Linked DNA regions of Triticum aestivum: region 2 is linked to region 1. The links are chromatin contacts, called in public Hi-C maps. All regions are on one chromosome and are shown on one strand. The core of a region is the stretch at or near the end of the contact, and the rest is flanking DNA. Distances in the headings are between cores, read along the strand shown.

Region 1 (2,673 bases), core at 97-2,596:
GCGCGCCACGGCGGAGAGGGGGCGTCAGGGAGCACGCGTAAGCCGGCGGCGAGTAGTTGTATGGAGGGTACTGCACGCCGGCGAAGGCGGGCGAGGTCATGCGCTGGGTTGGGTGTCCATGGGGAAGGTGACGTTGGGGTTGAATCCACCGTGCGCGTCCCCGTCAACGTAGCCCGGCGACGGCGTGCATCCCCATGGTTGCGGCGATGACGAGAAGCCGGACAGAGAGCCGACGCTTTGTTGGCTCCAGGGTACGTACTGGGCGTGGCCGCCTGGTGGATTCATCATCCCCAAGCGAATCGCCTCGGCCTCGGCTTGGTCCGCCGCAGCCGCAGCGGCACGCGCCGCGTTGTCACGGGCCTTCTTGGCGATTGCCCTGTTCCGCCGGTCGGCGGTGACAGCCTCCCGTCGCTGAACTTCCGCCCTCCACTCGACGTTTGTCATGCCCGATGGCTTGGACGGCGGCACCCTCGGCTTTCTCTGCTTCGGCTGGGCGACGGAGGCGGTCGCGGTGGTCGCAGCGCGGGGGATCACGTACTTCTTCGGCGACATGGCGGTGACTGGGAGGCGAGCGGGAGGGAGATTGGCGGGAGGAAAGGAGAGAATCAGAGGAAAGTGAGGGGCGAGGGCGGAAAGAAACGGCGAGAAGAGGCTCTCGACTCACCGACAGAGCGGCCCACGCCCCTTTTCGCTTGTGCCGGCGCCCCCAGGCGCGCCGGGTTCGGCCTAGGTCCGCCGGCACCAGTTTCGGCCCGAGCCGACGAAAAAGGGGCTACTGGGGGCGCGACTGGGCCGAATTTTGAACGTCGACACGGCAAAAACGTTTGGGGAGGGCTTGTTGGGGCCACGGCTGGAGATGCTATCAGTACTCTGCTTTACCAATCGTCTTAGAGGTGGGCTGAGACAAATCAATCACCTTTAGTTTGTGCACCTCATGTCATTGGACAGATTAAGCTGTTGATGTCAGAAGATACGGAGTAGTACATATTTGTTCAGATTACAGAATATCGCTGGCGATGATGCGTTGGCCAAAGTTAGCTACAGCTTCTCACCACCGTGTGGCCAAACTCATGGCCACGCCAACTTATGGTGCTGCCGGCCTGGTGTATGAGGACGTCGTCGTATAAATGCCACTATCAGTCTGTCATCCTGCCCTGTCAAACGAGGGAGACGGGTCAAAAAGACGACGCTCAACAAGTCAAGAACCATGGTGTTTCCAGGAAACCACCCACTGATGGCCCTGCAATGAAGCCCTGAGAGCAACGGACAACTGCACTCCAGTACGACACTACTCCACATATTAACCCCCCATACCCCAGCACACGAGATCCAGATGCAAAGCAAAATGCGATCTGCCTCAACACCCCTGCTCTGCCTTTGCCTCCTCGTCTTGCCATCATGTCCCCTTCTCTTGCAACGAGCGCACGCAGCAGCACGTCATGGTGGCATATCACTCATGTCCCAACAGAAGGCCCTCCTCCACTGGAAATCAACGCTCGCAAACCCAGCAGCGGAGATGAGCTCCTGGCGGGACACCAGCAGCAGCAGCAGCGGCCTGTGCAACTGGACGGGGATCATGTGCACGGCCGTTCGCCATGGCCGCAGCATGCCCTGGGCCGTGACCAGCATCTCCCTGCCAGATGCCGGCATCCATGGCAAGCTTGGTGAGCTCAACTTCACAGCTCTCCCATTCCTCACATATATCGATCTAGGCAACAATAGCCTCCGTGGTCCAATACCGCCTAATATCAGCTCGCTATCATCCCTCTCAACCCTTGACCTTAGCTTCAATCAGCTCAGAGGCCACATACCGCACGAGATCGGCGAACTGGCTAGCCTCACCATACTTGACATCTCCTTCAATAACCTAACAGGACATATCCCTGCGTCCCTAGGCAACCTGACAGTGTTGATTTACCTTGTTATCCACCAAACCATGGTCTCAGGTCCCATTCCGAACGAGTTAGAGAGGCTTGTCAGCCTGCAGGGTTTACAGCTAAGCAACAGCGCCTTAAGTGGTAACATACCCGCAACTCTTGCAAACCTGACCCAGCTAAATGTTCTGTTACTGTACGGTAACAAACTGTCGGGGCCGATACCCCATGAGCTAGGCAAGCTAGCCAAGCTGCAATTCCTTCAACTTGATGAAAATAAACTAACCGCTCAAATCCCTTTCTCCATATCCAATCTAACTATGTTAAATGAACTCTCTCTCGTCAAAAATCAAATCACAGGTTCCATCCCCGCTGAAATAGGAAGGCTAGTCATGTTAAACAAACTTGATCTCTACCAAAATCAAATAACAGGAACGATACCTCCAGAAGTAGGCAACCTCACTCAGCTGAACATACTTCGTGTCTATAAAAATCGACTAACGGGTTCTATACCCCCAGAACTAGGCATCCTGATAAATCTCTCGAATTTGGACCTATCAGCCAACCAAATCGCTGGCTCTATTCCTGCCAGCTTAGGAAACCTTACTAATTTATTAATATTGTCCCTTTTTAGAAATCAGATAACAGGCACCATCCCACAGGAAATTGGCAATTTGGTGAACCTCCGAACATTGTTCTTGGACGAGAATAAAATTTCTGGCTCAATACCCAAAACATTTGGAAACCTACAAAACATCCAACGTCTGAACATGAATGATAACAAATTAACGGGATCTCT
Region 2 (2,673 bases), core at 125-2,624, 210 kb before region 1:
CGGACTGCTCCCTTTTTCCGCGAGGGTCAATGGAAAAAGCTTGGCGAGGCCATCGCGCGTGGCTGAGAAATGGCCCGGATGATGATGGGAAGACGGACACCTAGTACTGCCTACATGTGCCACTGTACAAAAATAAGTTGCGACGGCGACGTGCTAACCAACCCGGGAACACGAAGAAATTTCGAATTTTTGAACTTCTTGGGAGTGGATAAAATTTGGAGTGCGGCTAATATGGATATGTATAAATAAGTGACTCTAGAGTGTAGTTTATTTTAATTACCAGCCGTTTAAACGAAAATGCAAAATGCCAAATAGGCTGGAGCGGGGCGTGATGGCCACTTTTGGCCACATGCTCCCCTGCGGCTCACCACCCCGTCCCCACCACGTCACAGTCGCCTTAAAAAGGGAATCGCCGAAAGCTCGTACCGTGTCACTGCGTGCCACTCCATCGGTGGCAATACCTTCGTCGCACCGCCGTAATTCCTGCGCAGGGCCGAGGGCAAACCCGTCCGTCCACCCACGACGTACGCTACCAGGAAATTCCCATGCAGCCTCGGACCACGCCGTTCGAAAAAGAGGCCCGGCACGCGGGCCCCGCGCTCATGTGCCCCACCCGACCCCACCCACGCGCCGCCCAAAACAACCCACACCAAAACCAACGTCCCAGATTCCACCGAGTGGGGAATGGACGGCTTAGCTTCCCCCTGGTGGGAGCGGTGCTTGTGGGGAGAGCGGCCGCGTTCCCACGGGTCCACTTCACTCCAGAGCAGCACCGCGCCACTCCCGGTCCACCCGGTCGTCGTCGCGCTCGCCCACTTCCCACCATCAACCCCACGTCGTCCGACCGTTACGAGTGAGGGGGACGGAGCCCCCGGCTGACGCCGTCAACGCCGGCCGCCGCGGCCCCCGCGCCCTCCCGTTGGGCCTGACGCACGCGCCCGTCCTCCTCCCCTACTCCAAAAACGAAACGGAAGGCGAGACGAGTTCCTCCTCATTTTCGCCGAAACCCCCCTCCATTCCCACAAAATCACACATACCCCCACGTAAGAAGCAGTACGCATCTCCATTACCGTGACGGAAAAGATACTCACGGGAGATCGAAGAGGAGATACGTGAGGATTGTGATCCGTTCCAACCCCGCGAAGTAGATGGTTTCCATGTCCGCGCGGATACAATTCCGTGGCGGGGCGCGTGCGTGCGTGCGTGCCAAGATCATATTATCACCTGCCTCTATGACTTTCCAAAAACGGGGCAGGGGCCTAACTGCAAACTCCCCCGCCGTCGTCTCCGTCACGTTATTAATTCGAAATTAAAAACCACTACGGGAGCAGCAGCAGTGGTTTTTTTTCTCCCTCGCCACTAAATAAATAAATAAACTCCTCTTTGTCCCTTTGCTTTGCTCCCCCTTCCCCTCCCAGACCTTTCTTTCTCCCCCACCACTCGCCGCTGCCGCTCCACGCTCCCGTCGCTGTCGCCCTCCTCCTCTCGCACTCGCACTCCCGCTGCTGCGCCGAATTGGAAGCTGTTGCCTCCCAGCGAATTCAAACCCCGGGCGGGGCAGGAGGGAGGAGCGGCCGCCGCCGAGCCCGCGCCGACGATTTGGTGGCGTACCGGGTAAGCTGCGGGCGGTTTTCGTTTCGGCTCCCGGATCCGCGTGCTCGAGGCGGCATTTTGGGGAGTTTTTTTTTGTTCCGTTTGCCGGGATTCACGGGCGCGGCATTTGGGTGGGAGTTTTGCTGATTCCGTGTGCGGATTTGGTGGCGGTGCGTGCGGCAGGGCGGCCGGGGATTTGCATGCCGGCGATGATGTTCACGGAGGGGCTGGATCGGGACGCGCTCAAGTGGGTGCGCGAGGTGAGCGCTCTCCTTGGTCTCCTCCTCCTCCTCGCCGCCGCGGCGGGTTTCCTCGGCTGAACTGAACCCTAGCTGGGGTTGAGTGAGCCCGTTGTTGTTCCGGAGCTGCTGGGGCTCCCCGTCTCTCATCAGTGCCGGTTGGTTGGTGCGAATGTGGCAGGGCCAGGGCGCGGGCGCGGGGGCGGGGGCGCTGCACAGCCACGGCCGCATGGACGCGCTCCGGGCCGCGCGCGGCGCGGGCGGCCTCGGCCTCGGCATGCCGCCGCCGGAGAAGTACAGGAGCGGGCACCTGCCGCGCGCGTCCGTGCCGCTGCGCCCCACCGACAACGGGAGCGCCTCCACGGCCTCCGACATGGACGAGTCCTCCGACGCCGAGGAGGTCGAGGTCTGCAGCGGCGGCAGGTACTCGGTCGACTCCTCGCCCCGCCACCGCGACGAGGTCCCCCGCCGCACCGCCGTGCCCCTGTACCGGTACGCCAACGTGCCCGGGCAGCAGAACTACTACTCCAGCGACGGCTACTCGGATCTGAGCTCTTCCAGAGACACGGCGCTCCCAAGGGGGAAGCCGCAGCAGGCGCGGCGGCCACAGGCGCGCGCTGCTGCGTACGTCGAGGAGGAGGAGTACTCGGACTCTGCGGGCAGCTCCGAGTTCTCAAGCCAGGTGTCGGGGCGGAACAATGGCGTGGCCTCCAAGGGTGGGTACGCATCTGAGTACTCTCATACCGGTCCAGTCCGGAGAGAAGCGAGCAATGCGGTTCCTAAGGCGGCTCGTACGGCAGCTCAGCCTTCAAACTCGAGAGCTTACCAGCCAGAACACTAT

The links. A called contact is a pair of places that touch in the nucleus more often than the background predicts.
Region 2: a Hi-C map of leaf shows a contact between it and region 1, with 3 times the contacts expected there. The contact joins the promoter of LOC123128435 here to the promoter of LOC123128430 in region 1. A contact is called at or near these places in 2 of 5 Hi-C or Micro-C datasets (both in leaf).

Annotation. Positions count from the first base shown.
Region 1 is chr6A:553,148,919-553,151,591 of IWGSC CS RefSeq v2.1, reverse strand. LOC123128430 (probable leucine-rich repeat receptor-like protein kinase At1g35710) reads left to right here and starts at 1,346. Exons shown (of 2, transcript XM_044548428.1): 1 at 1,346-2,673. The coding sequence starts at 1,346.
Region 2 is chr6A:553,362,919-553,365,591 of IWGSC CS RefSeq v2.1, reverse strand. LOC123128435 reads left to right here and starts at 1,374. Exons shown (of 23, transcript XM_044548434.1): 1 at 1,374-1,614; 2 at 1,777-1,853; 3 at 2,014-2,673. The coding sequence starts at 1,794.